Regions from separate parts of the Mus musculus genome. Here region 2 is linked to region 1. A link is a contact called in public Micro-C data. All regions are on one chromosome and are shown on one strand. The core of a region is the stretch at or near the end of the contact, and the rest is flanking DNA. Distances in the headings are between cores, read along the strand shown. Region 1 holds the start of Usp4 (ubiquitin specific peptidase 4 (proto-oncogene)). Region 2 holds the start of 1700102P08Rik (RIKEN cDNA 1700102P08 gene).

The links. Hi-C and Micro-C count contacts between places; a contact is called where the count stands out from the background.
Region 2: a Micro-C map of the G1E-ER4 cell line shows a contact between it and region 1, with 2.2 times the contacts expected there. The contact joins the promoter of 1700102P08Rik here to the promoter of Usp4 in region 1. A contact is called at or near these places in 15 of 39 promoter capture datasets (the 3T3-L1 cell line, 3T3-L1-derived adipocytes, cranial neural crest and 8 more), 19 of 484 Hi-C or Micro-C datasets (the G1E-ER4 cell line, the NIH/3T3 cell line, Th1 cells and 10 more), 13 of 115 datasets of contacts at active chromatin or transcription factors (the HPC-7 cell line, the SCID.adh cell line, bone marrow-derived macrophages and 5 more) and 4 of 9 other capture datasets (adipose tissue, embryonic stem cells, liver and 1 more).

The regions. Positions count from the first base shown.
Region 1 is chr9:108,344,500-108,351,186 of GRCm38.p6, forward strand. It overlaps Usp4 (ubiquitin specific peptidase 4 (proto-oncogene)), which reads left to right and starts at 3,332. Exons shown (of 22, transcript NM_011678.2): 1 at 3,332-3,519; 2 at 6,411-6,538. The coding sequence starts at 3,419.
Region 2 is chr9:108,390,220-108,396,906 of GRCm38.p6, forward strand. 1700102P08Rik (RIKEN cDNA 1700102P08 gene) reads left to right here and starts at 2,615. Exons shown (of 4, transcript NM_053216.2): 1 at 2,615-2,640; 2 at 3,016-3,420; 3 at 5,075-5,166. The coding sequence starts at 3,020. Usp4 (ubiquitin specific peptidase 4 (proto-oncogene)) reads left to right here. Exons shown (of 22, transcript NM_011678.2): 21 at 761-849; 22 at 1,460-2,310. The coding sequence ends at 1,618.

The DNA.
Region 1 (6,687 bases), core at 2,082-4,581:
CGGGGGTCAAGCTCAGGTCCTTGGATTTGTAGCAGGTGCCTTTACTTGCTGAACCATCTCACTGCTTCTCCCCTTAAACTGCATTTAAATGTATTCCTTGTGTGTGTGTGTGTGTGTGTAGGTCAGAGGGCAACTCTCTTCGGAGTCAGAGTCCTTAGGAATCCCCAGGATGGATCAATGGACCAGGTCACCAAGCTTGGCAGCAGATGAGGCACCATCTTTTTTTTTTTTTTTCTTTTTCTTTTTCAAGGTCTTACAATGCAGCCACTGGTCTGGAATTTGAGATCCCCCAGCCTCAACTTCCCTAGGGTGGGTGGGCTCATGGACTGACGTGGGGTAGCACGCTTAGCTTCAAGGCTATTTTAAGTACTCCTTTAACTCCTCCCAGTGTCTCTGCTGTCACTTTAACACAGATGTCCCACAGAGACCAAATTATGTCAATTATGGGCTGGTGAGATGGCTCAGTGGGTAAGAGCACCCGACTGCTCTTCCGAAGGTCCAGAGTTCGAATCCCAGCAACCACATGGTGGCTCACAACCATCCCTAACAAGATCTGACTCCCTCTTCTGGTGTGTCTGAGGACAGCTACAGTGTACTTACATATAATAAATAAATAAATATTAAAAAAAAAAAACTATTTAAAAAAAAATTATGTCAATTAGCTAAAAAACCAAAACCAAACAAACAAAAAAGCCAACATACAGTCTTCTCAAGTGACCTATGTCACCTGCACTGGATGGATCCCCTCTGCCACGACAGCCGAGATCTGTGTCTTCCCCTGAAGCTACAGTCATTTGGTTCCTAACTGACCTAGGTCCCCGGTGCCTCTTTGTGCTGTAAGACACCCTCAGGCATCTCACCTCTGTCCCAATCTCTAATGACTGCCTTCATTAAACTAGTGGTCCCACTTGCTTCCTCTCTAGCTGTAGACTCCTTAACCTTCCCAACAGTCAAAGCTCAGCTCTTTGGCCTAATCCCCACTCTGACAATGAATTGCATTCCTTCTGATTTATGCTTCTTCCTCCCAACTGTTTCTTCAGGACCATACTCAAACATTACTTAAATCAAAGTCTTCCATTTTTTTTTTTTTCCTTTTTAAGCTTTTCTTTTCTTTTTTTCTTTTTTGGTTTTTCGAGACAGGGTTTCTCTGTATAGCCCTAGCTGTCCCGTTACTCACTCTGTAGACCAGGCTGGCCTCCAACTCAGAAATCCACCTGCCAGCCCAGCATGGTGGCTCATGCCTTTAATCCCAGCACTCGGGAGGCAGAGGCAGGCAGATTTCTGAGTTGGAGGCCAGCCTGGTCTACAAAGTGAGTTCCAGGAGAGCCAGGGCTACACAGAGAAACTCTGTCTCGAAAAACCAAAAAAAAAAAAAAAAAAAAAAAAAAAAGAAATATACCTGCCTCTGCCTCCCAAGTGCTGGGATCAAAGGCCTGTGCCACCACTGCCCGGCAAAATTACACCTGTGAAGTAGCAACAAAATAATTTGGTAGGGGGGTCACTACAACATGAGGAACTGTATTAAAGACTCCCAGCATAAGGAAGGTTGAGAACCATTGCTCTCGGGGTTACAATGCTCTCTGGCCTGAGGGTGCCTGCATACAGGTGGTGCACATACATTTATGCAGGGCGCACACACATACACATAAAATAAAATGTATCTTTTTTTTTTAATCTACTGGGAAGGTGAGGGAATTGGGGGTTCGTTTGTTTTGTATTAGTTTTTTGAAGGACATGCTTTCCTATCCGCCAAGAAACTGTTTTACTTGCCTTACTGTTAAGAACAGGATTTGTGCCAGGTGTGGTGGTGCACACCTTTAACCACAGCAGGAGGCAGAGGCAGGCGGATTTCTGAGTTCAAGGTCAGTCTGGTCTACAGAGTGAGTTCCAGGACAGCCAGGGCTACACAGAGAAACCCTGTCTCGAAAAAAAAAAAACCGAAACAAAACAGGATTTGCCTGAAAAGCAAAAGCTCACCAGTTGCCCGGGCATCTCCACAGATGGCTTTCTACCATGCTTTTAAACCTGTTCCAGAGCAAGATTTTCAAGACTTGCAATCTTTTCTTTTTCTTCTTCTTCTTCTTCTTCTTCTTCTTCTTCTTCTTCTTCTTCTTCTTCTCCTTCTCCTTCTCCTTCTCCTTCTCCTTCTCCTTCTCCTTCTCCTCCTCCTCCTCCTCCTCCTCCTCCTCCTCCTCCTCCTCCTCCTCCTTCTCCTTTTCTCCTTCTCCTTCTCCTTTTCCTTCTTCTCCTCCTCCTCCTTCTTCTCCTCCTTCTCCTCCTCCTTCTCCTCCTTCTCCTTCTTCTTCTTCTTCTTCTTCTTCTCCTCAAGACAGGGTTTCTTGTAGCCTTGGTTGTCCTAAAATTCTCTCTGTAGACCAGGCTGGCTTCGAATTCAGAGATCTGCCTACCTCTGCCTCCTGAGTGCTGGGTTAAAAGCCTGTGCCATCACCGCCCGGAAGAAAACGGAATCATTGTTTCAGGAAAAAATTAAGATGCCTGGACCTCTGTCGGCTTCGGTGGTTGCTACTCTCTCCTTGACCTGGATGGCTGACAGGATACAAAGTTGTTTAAGACAACTTTGTTTTTTGCGTCTATTTATGACTTTATTTTTGTTTTTTGCAGGTGTGGTGATGTATGCTTTTAATCCCAGCACTCTGGAGAAAAGGGCAAATGGGCCTAAATTCGAGACTAGCCTAGATTACATAAACAGCTCCAGGACAGCAGCTAGAAGAAACCTGTCCCAAACAAACAACAAATTTCACTATTGTGTGCCTGTTTGGCGAACGCGTGCCACAGTGTCTGTGTCGAGAACAAAGGACAACTTTAAAGAGTCAGTTTTCTTTTTCCACTTTTACACGGGTTCTGGGGATCAAACCCAGTTGTCACCCACGTAGCCATCGCGCCGGCCCTTGTTTGAAACAACTATTAATGGCTGGACCACACCGGACAGTCCAGATCTCAATGCGTCCGTGTGCACTTGGCTACAGGGGCTGCCGAGGCAGTAAATTCAATCTCGCATTTAGGCAGTCTTGCTGAAAGCCGCATGGAACCGAGTGGAAACAAGAAAAGCAAGCGGCAGGCTCCTCCTGCACGGATTTAGCATCAGGCTAACCTCACAGGCCAGGATGGAGCGAGTGACTGATGGGTCGAGGGCGGGCCAGCAGTCAGATCGCAGGAGCCGCTCAGACACGGGTGGATGTGGCCGCCGCCTCTGGGCGTCCAGCCTGCTTCTGTCCGCTTCGGCTCCGGAGGGGGCGGGGGGGGGTTAACAGCGCGTGGGGGCGGGGAGAAGAGGCGAAAGTCGACGGCGGTGCCGGGCGCGCGCACGTGCGTGGTTACGTGCGTGCGTGGGCGCGGCCCATAGCACGCCGTGCGCTAGGCGGATGTCCGGGCCGGCTGGGCCGGGGCGGCGGACGAGATGGCGGAAGGCCGGGGCAGCCGTGAGCGACCGGATGTGGAGACCCAGAAGACGGAGCTCGGAGCCTTGATGGGGACCACGCTCCAACGTGGGGCGCAGTGGTGAGCGTCCGCCCTGCCCTCCTGCGGCGCAGAGCGTCTAGCCGGCTCGCTGGCCCTCAGGCCGGACCTCTGTCCTCAGTTTTAGGTGGAGGCGGGCCGGGGGCGGTGCCTGGAGTCTGAAAGAGTGGCTTGACAGCGGCCGCTGATGAAAGAAACCCCGGGATCAGCTGGGGGACAGCGCTGACAGGCGTGGGGTTTGTCCCGGTCCATTCGGATTCACAGTAGTCTTGGACCGGCGGGGACAGGGGGTGTAGAATATAGAAAAGGGGGCGCGCTGGGGTCGGCGGGAGCGGGAAGGTGGGGGAAAGCACTTAACCACCGAAGACTTGGGCGCTTGATGGTGACCTTGGTGGGGGAAGTTTCCACCCCTTACACACCTCCGATCCTTAACAATTAAAACCTCGGTAGCAATTTGTGGCTTAGGACGCTCCTGGCGTGGAGAGAGGATCCGAAGTGGATACTTTGTAACTTGTAAACTGTGATACTTTGTAACTTGTAAACCGTGGGACAGGATTCAAAGCCAAAAACTAGAAGCCAGTTGTCAGATGGTCCGGGACAATTGTAGCAGTAGTTAGATGTAAGAGTGGGAGGGGAGGGGAAGGGAGGGGAGCTTGACTCCTGGAGCAAAATAGAAGATCGAAAGTTACAAGACTTTGCCAGGCACGCTGGCATATGCTTTATTGGTTTGCAGGAGCAGAGGCTGTAGGATTGCTGTAGGTTCAGGGCTGGTCTCATACAGTGAGCAGCACCCCCCCCCCAAAAAAAAAGTTCCAGGTTTACTAGAGCAGATTCAAATATGAGGCCTCTTAAGAGATTGTTAACTAGAAGGGATTGTACTCCCCAGTCGGGGAGAAATGCCTGGGTGGTGCTGCTGTGTAGGAGTCAAATAATAGGGTAGGTTTCTCATTGATTATGACCAATATGAGGACTGAAAAAGAGAACAGAACTTATGTGTTTGGGGTGTGGTCTAGGTGTAGTTTATGGTGTTTAAATTGAGCCAGTGAAAGGCCAGACAAATAGAGAGAGGTACTTTAGAAATTCTGCAAAGGGATGACACAGAAAGAATATTCAGGTTGGTCTGGATGCTCATGCCTGTAGTCTTAGTCCTGGAGGAGTATTGCTGCCAAATTTCAGGGCCAACCTCAGTGACATAGTAAAAGCCTTGTCTCAAAAAAAAAAAAAAAATGGTGGTGGGTAATGTGATTAATAACTTAGTAACATAGTTTTACTTGTAGAAAGAGTCCATTTGAAATGATTGCTCATGGGCTGGTGAGACTGCTCAGCATCTGAGAACTTAGATTATTCTTGCAGTGCCTGAGTCTGAGGCCCAGCACTCGGGTTTGGTGCCTCCCTGCCATCTGTAACTCAAGCTCCAGCTCCAGGGATAGCAACTCCCCTGACCTCCGTGGGCACTGGGAGTCATGCTCAAACTCAGGCACATAACCAAAGCATAATTAAAAAGAAAAACTCAGCCCAGGAGCGGTGGCACACATCTTTAGTCCCAGCGCTTGGGAGGCAGAGGCAGGTGGATCTCAGAGTTTGAGGCCAGCTCAGTCTACAGACAGGACAGACAGAGAAACCATGTTTCGAAAAACTGAAATAAATTAAATCCTAACTAGGCATAGTGTCACACAACTTTAATCCCAGCCTCTGGGAGGCATACACAGGTGGATCTCTCTAGTTCAAGGCTATCCTGGGCTACATACTGAGGGTGCACCTCCCCCCCCCCCCCCGCCATCTCCAAAGTTAATTAGTTTTAAAATTCTTTCAATAATCGTTTATGGTTTTGGTTGTTTGTTTCTGAGACAAGGTCTCCCTGTGGCCCCTACTGGTTTGGAACTTGAGATGTAGCCAGGCTGGCCACAGACTTGCAGACTCTTCTGCATCTGCCTCCTGTGTGCTGGGATTACAGATAAGTGATCGCAGTGTCTTGTGTGTGAGAGAGAAAGAGACAGGCAGAGAGAGAGGGGGGGGAGGGAGAGGAATATGAGAATGTATGGCACACGCTATGCATGCAGATGCCTATGCAGAATAGAAGAGGCTGTTGGATTTCCTGGAGCTAGAGTTGTGCATACCATACATGGGTGCTAGGAACCAAACTTGAGTCCTTTGGCAGAGCACAAGACTCTCTTAACCTCTGAATTATCTTTCCAGTCCCTTGTTCATTTTTTTTCAGACGTGGTCATATTAGGTAACCTTGACTGGTCTGGAATTCCCTATGTAGACCAAGCTGGACTGGAACTCATAGACATCCAAGTGTCTATGCCTCCTGAGTGCTGGGATGTAAAGGCCAGCATGTGCTAGCATGTGTAGCTTTGTTTTGTCTTTTACAGATAGGGTCTCTTGTAGCCCAAGGGAGGGAACCTCAAGCTTACTGTGCAGGGTAGATTGACCTTTTTGCCTGGACCTCACAGATGCTGGAATCATAGATGTGGGTCACCACAAACTTCCTCTACTTATTCTCTTAGCAGTCATTTTTCTTAGTGAATACCTGGCATAGATTAGGCCCTCTCTGCCATGTGGGGCTAACTTCTGTTCTTGATATTAGGAGTGTGATTTTAGTCGACAGTGGCGGTAATGCACACTTCTAGTACCAGCACTCAGGAGGCAGTGGCAGGCAGATCTCTGCATTTGAGGTTAGCCTGGTCTACAGAGCAAGTTCTAGGACAGCCAGGGCTACACAGAGAAACCCTATCTTGAAAAGCTCCCCTCCCCCCAAACGTGATTTTGTGAGAATTGTATATTACCTTGGTGAGAAGACCATAAGGAGCTTAAGGTAGGTGTCTAAAGATGAAAATTAAAGGAGAGCTGCAAAACATAATGCTTTGGGTTTTTAAAACTGTGTTTCTTTATTCAGCTGTATTTTATATGTAGCTGCTATTTCTCCCTAGGTATCTTATTGACAGCCGGTGGTTCAAGCAGTGGAAGAAGTATGTGGGCTTTGACAGCTGGGACATGTACAATGTCGGGGAGCATAACCTGTTTCCTGGACCTATTGACAACTCCGGACTCTTCTCAGGTGGAGTATGCTCAGTTTTCTACTGTAGTTCTCATGGGCCAGTCAGGGGCTGCGTGTATCTCTACCATGGTCCTCATGAGTGTGAAACTTTCATAATGTGAAGACATAGACGTGTTCCTTTACATCTGTAGTAGACGTCTTTGCAGATT
Region 2 (6,687 bases), core at 1,365-3,864, 45 kb after region 1:
CTGAAGACAGCTATATTGTACTTATATATAATAAATAAATCTTTTTTAAAAATTAAATTTAAAATTATTTTAAATATTAACATTAAGTAGGCTGGTTTTATTGATTAGCATCCCAAAATTATAGGACACCCTGTGCTCACCCTTTCAAGTTTGTCTGAAAGACCCAGGTTGGAAAAAATGGTGAATTATTTCCACTGGGCTGCAGTGCCACACGCCTTTAATCTCTGTGGGAGGCAGAGGCAGAGGATCTCTGAGTTCCAGGACCACCGGGGGACACAGAGAAACTGTGTTTTGAAAAGCCAAAAACAAACAAAATGTACAAAACCATGAGCCATAGGGGCCGGGGATTTATTTAGCAGCAGAGTGTGTGCCTAGCAAGTACAAGGCCCTGGGTTTGGATCCCCTAACCTCTGGGGAAGAAATAAAAAGAACTATAAATTATCGACTATAAATGATCATTACTTATATGTATGTGCATATTTTAAAAATTATTTCTATAATCTGGTGGTGGTGGTTTTCTGTTTTGAGATGTGGTTTCACTGTGCAACCTACCTAGACTTGGCCAGGATGGCCTTGAACTTGGGAGTAGTACTTCTGTCTCTGGTTCCTGAGTGGATCCACACTGGGTATACATTATTCTTAGTTTTAGTGTTAACATTTTGGGTATGAGTATGTGCGAGTATTTAGTGCTAACCTAATAAGGTTACAAGATTATTTTTTTTTTGGTGGCCATTAGAGCATTTTGTTTGTAACTTGGCAGACACTGCATATGCGAAGAACAGACTGAACGGGAAATGGTATTACTTTGATGATAGCAGTGTGTCCCTGGCCTCTGAGGACCAGATAGTGGTGAGTACTTTCCCAGGTGCCTGCTCCTCCCTGGGCTCTCAACAAATCAACCGAAAAGGTTCCCTCAAGCCAGACGGTTACCTCCTTATCTGCTAGGGCTCTGAGTGGAGCAGAGGGGACTGCCATTCATCCTAGATCTTTCCTAACGGAGAAGCTCAGTTTTCCTAGAGGTATCACAGTGCATCTATCTGCATTTGCTAGAGCCATGGCAGGGGCATCAGGAAGCAGCTAATAAATAAAGGTGGCAGGTTCCCGAGAGTACAGCTGTCCACTCAGTCACTCAGTGAGTGTGCTTGTTTATTGAGATAGTATCTCTATATCTCTGCCTGCTCTGAAACTCATTTTGTAAGTTTGTAGCCTCAAACTTAGGGTAATTCTCCTACCTCTGCTTCTTGAGTGCCGGTATTACAGATATCCATCCCCACATTCAGTTTAAGATTGCTTTTTTTTTTTTTTAAGATAGGGTTTCACTCTGAAGCCCAGGCTGGCCTTGACCTTGGAAAAAGAATCCTCCTGTCAGGCCCCCCTCGCCTTGCTGGGATCACAGGTGCTAGGAAAGGGGTGGGGTGAGTTTATTATCAGTGAATGGACCCCATTCCTTGTGTTTTAGACGAAAGCCGCCTACGTGTTGTTCTATCAGCGTCGGGATGACGAATGCTCCAGCACATCTTCGCTCGGCAGTTTCCCCGGTTCTGATGGAGGGGTGAAGCTGAGCAGCTCACACCAGGGCATGGGGGATGAGGAGGCTTACAACATGGACACCAACTGATGTGGCCTCTGTGACCCTGCCACCCTCCCAACACCAGCATCCTCCCCCAGGAGAATATCTGTGGCACTCTTGAAGACTGCTCATATCAATCTCAAACCAGATGAGGACATTACCTCCTTTTATGAGAAGAGGAAGGAAAGAGAAACCCTGCTTTCTGAGAAGGGCTCTATGTTAAGAGGCTGGATTATTTTTTCTTTTAAACGGGTGGTGAGAGAAAAACCTGTGGAGCTCAATTGTGGGCTGGGGTTTGGTGCACAGTGGCATGTGTCTCATGGATTCCAAAGAGTGGAGAGGAAGACCCTGCAATGAGCATGGTGCAGCCATGAAGACCCACCTGCAGGGCTGCTCCGAACTGGGTTTTGGATTCTGGTGCCCACACTGCTCACCCCAGTAGTCTGGCCACAGTAAACCAAGCCTCCAGCAAATTTGATGTTGTCCTCTAGTTCTTTGCTGTTCATTGAGATGGGCTTATAGTTTTCTAAACTGTCTCTGAAACCCGTTTCTATTCTCTTGTTCTCTCAGAATTTTCCAGCCGCCTTCCCGGTTATGAAATGAAGTTAGTATTGGGCTATTGTTTTCAGTTTCTCACAGACTCCTAGAAGTTCTGTTTTGTCCCCCACTGCCCTTGATAAAGTGATTCTATGTGGAACTTTCATTAGCTCTCCCTTAAAAGAAGTCTATTCATAAAACTGGGTGCAGTGTGTGGCATTGTTTCTCCACGTTAGCTTCAGAAGAACACAATGGGTATTTTTCAGATCTCCAAACATTCTAGTTAATAAGGTTTAAGAAAATACTTTTTCGGTAATAGACCCTCTCCAGACCGGATTCTCTTCCTTAACCCTTCCCTTACTCCCCTAGTGGCAAAGCCGGCAACCTAACAGGCCAGCTCTAGGGCCTTTGTTCCCATTGGGGTCATGTGAGTCTTCACCTCGACCTTTAACCTAGTAGGTGGGGGTTGGGAATCGCTGGTCTTGGAACGTGGACTCAGTGACCGTTGGGCACTCTTGTGCGGCAACGGCTGGGTGAGGACTCAACGGGGCCCCGTCCTGTCTAGGCTGGCCATAGTTTGGGGGCCCAGACAGCAACTGGGCGCAGTAGTGGGTGGAGGGAAAAGGCTTAGCGGCCTACAGGCTAAGGAAGCTCTGGGCGGTGAGGCGGGGCGTCTCGGGCCCTCCCCCGTGACCCTGGGTCCTCTGAGAATCCCGTGACCCTGGGTCCTCTGAGAATGGCGGGTGATCCGCCCCTCCGAGGAAAAGAACGAAGGATGATGTTGTATAACCGTAGGTCATACTCGAAATCGAGGTTGAATCCCAGCCTCCTGTATAGAAGCATCATTTTCCCGTTGCTCCGTGCATTTACAATTATCACTTAATAAAAGAAAGCATGGTCGCTTTTAGGGAAATGTCTGAAAAACTACGAAGATGCAGAAAGGAGCTGACTGCTGCTATAGACCGAGCCTTTGAAGGAGTCAGGCATTCTCAGGAGTGCACAGCCCAGCAGAGGCTGGACGCCCCGTCGCTCACCTCCCAGCCGGTACACAGGCTCCTCTGCAGAAACCCACTGGCTGCCTGCCCCTCTGCTGCCCCATACTCTGGTGCCTCGTGTGCTCCTGAGAGTGAGAACCCGGCCTTCGGGACACACCATATTCCGGTTAATTCAAAACTTCAGCAGCCTCTATACCCCAAAAGGAAACCTCTGACCAGCAAGGAAAATGTCTTGATGCAGTCTTCCATTTTGGCACGTGACAGACAGTTTTGGAGAGCTGCAGGTGATGGGGAAGACTGGAGAAAAGATAGTTTAAGGTGATTTTAATTCGATAGCTTTCTAGAAACCGTTGTTTGTTTAAAAAAACAAACAAACAAACAGCACTCGGGAGGCAGAGGCAGGCAGATTTCTTGAGTTCGAGGACAGCCAGGGCTATACAGAGAAACCCTGTCTACAAACAAACAAAAAAGTTGAAGATCTCAGATCTAATGACTAAGCTAGCCTCCTCTTTGGAGCGTTGACTGTACACAAGAAATTCATGGTTTTTAGAATGTGGGCCGGCAAACAGTTTTTATGTGTTTAGGTTGAAAGCCTGGTTATTTTCCAAACAGTCATCGAAACTACTGTACCAAAGGGTAATAGGTGTTGAGCTAGTTTTAAATTGTGGGTAGTGCGAAGGACTGAATCCAAGGCCTCACACATGCTGGGGCAGGCACTCCCGCTGATCTACAAGCCTTTGCAATGTTTTGTCTGGTTTGATACTTTAAGGATTTTCCCTAAGTTTTTTTAATGTTTGTCTTTTGTACATGTAGATGTTTTGCCTGCAGAGGCCAGAAGGCTGTGGCATCACATCCCCTGGAACTAGAGTTACTGACAGTTGTTAGGTACCAGGTGGGATCCTCAGATCTGGAAGAGCAGCCAGTGCTGCCCTCTCAACCACTGAGCCAGCCATACTCCAGCTGCCAATTTTTTCTCATTTTAAAAATTCTATGTGTGTGTGTATAGCCACAGCATGCTTACAAAAGTCAAAGGGAACCTTTCAGGAGTGGACTCTGCCCTGTGGGTTCAGGGAGCCAACTCGGGTTGTCATACTCGCAAAGACCCAAGTGTAAGAAATGTAGGCGTGAACTGTCAGCCCTGCAGAAACCTGGTTTAAACACAAAAAATAATGTGCAGCGTTGTAATAACATGTTCAGAGACCGGGCATTGGCTTTTACCGTCCTTTCCCACACCTAAGTCTATGGCTAGGCCCTGCTTCCTGGATTTACCTTGTTTTTGTTTCACCCATCTTAAAAACCTTTTGGCAGCTGGGTGGTGATGGCACACACCTTTAATCCCGGCCCTTGGGAGGCAGAAGAGGTAGACCTGAGATTGACTGAGGCCAGCCTGGTTTATAGTTCAGGACAGCCAGGGCTACACAGAGAAAACTTGTCCCTGGGGGCTGGGGGGTGCTTTTGGACTGTCTCCTTTAGGCCTATTAAGTAAACAAACTGCCTGATCCCAGGCATCCTGACCTAGATCAGGGATGATTGCATGAGATGGGACATAAATGTCTGGTCATCTTGCCTATCCCAAAATCAAGAAATTGAGAAGCCATTTAACTGCAAATATATGTATTGGTTTCATAAAGATGAATGCAGCCTGTAATGGGAATGGGTCATTACGGCTCTTAGTTTCTTCACGGATTTAGTTTCCAGTTTCTGATATTGTCATAGCATAAATGGTGGTCACCAGTACATTTTCGTCTTGGCTGGGCAAGATGGCTAATGTCTTGAATCCCAAGCCCTCAGGATACAGAAGCAGGTTTACACAGTAAGTTCAAGGCCAGCCAGGACTGTATAGTGAGGACCTTGTCTCAAAAACAATAAATCGGTTGTGTTTTGGATTTTCTGAAGTTTTTTAATATTTTCTTGAAAGAATATCTAATTCCCCATCTTCTCCCCTCAACCCCGCCCCCAATCTGGACCGCAGGAAGGATATGGAGAGAGATTTAAAAGCTGACCCAAATGTACTGCTCAGCAGTTCTAGCCAAGAGGTCACAAAGGATCTGCTAGACATGATTGGTAAGTAGAGAGCCCAGACCACATGTTCTGACCTTCAACACGCCAGGAGTCCACACATCTGCTGTTTGCTCACAGCAGACAATGAAAAAAATCAAATACCATTCCTTTCTTCAAAGAACTGATAACCTAATGAGGTCACACAGCAGTAATATCATTACAGTTTCTAATAATGATCTGGGGGTCCCTGGGGAGCAGATAGCAGCTTCTAGGCCTTAGTCCTTGAGTGTAGAGCTGCAAAAAAAAAAAAAAAAAAAAAAAAAAAAAAAAGGGATATAGGCCTAAGGGGGAAGAGACAGCAGATAGTCTACTGTTCTACTGTAGTGGAAGAAGTCTTCCTTGTAGCTGGGGAGAATGGCACCCGCCTATCCTTCCAGTACTCAGAAGGCAGAAGCAGACAGATCTATAGGAATTTTAAGGCCAGCCTAGTCTACAAATTGAGTTTCAGGCCAGCCAAGGCCACAGACTGTTGCAAAAACCAAAATTTCACATCTCCCTTAGAAGTAGCTAGTTAGCATAGTACTATATGTCCTATTTTTTCATATTTTAATTTTATTTTTAATTATGTCTATGTGTGTCTTAAGTGTGGGTATATGCATGTGAGTGTGGGCACTCTTAGAGGCCAGAGCTATTGCATCCTTCTGGGGCTAGAATCCCAGGTGGTCGTGAGCCACCAGACATGGGTGCTAGGGACCAAACGTAGGTCCTTTGCAGATCAGTAAGGGCTGCTAGCTGATGAGGCTTCTCTCAAGCCCCAGTTTTCTTTTTATTAATCTTATGTGTATGAGTATTTTGCCTGCATGTATGTATGTATAGCATGTGCATTCCTGTGCCCATAGAGGCCAAAAGAGGGTGATGGGAGTCCCTGGAAGTGGAATTTCAGAGTTGTAAGCCATGTGGGTGCTGGGAACTGAACCCATGTCTTCTGCAAGAACAGCAAGTCCTCTTTACAGCTGAGTCATCTATCTCTCCATGGCCACCCCCCACTTTTTTGGTTATTGTTTAGTTTTGAGACTCCCTAGGGCCATGCCAAGCTTTCCTTTTTCAAACAGGATCTGGCTGGGTAGGCCAGGCTAGTCTCAAACTGAAATTTTTCCTACTGATTCCTCTGTATATTGGGATTATCACTGTGCACTACCACACCCAGCAGCTGGACACTCATCCTACAAACGTCCTGTGTCTGTATGTTCTGTGTCTGTGTGCTGTTTCTAAATGACTTGTGTTGCACAGTGGACCAGCAGCTCCTGATGGAGGGATACATACCCTCAGGCATTGCCAGAAACTACTGACCTGGAAAAATCTACAGGTTAGAAAGGGCCCAGTGGGAGGCCCCAGAACCTTTATAACTTTGGAGGACTGACTGTCTCTGGCCGTTGCTTCTACCTGTCATTTCCTTAGACCTCGCCAGCACCAGTCCACATTTGGATTACCTGAAGGACCCTGTTTTTCATACCATATTGTCACTCTCCATAGGTCATGGAGTTTCATTAAATCAAGCCTATGTTGTGTGTTTAATTCATACCG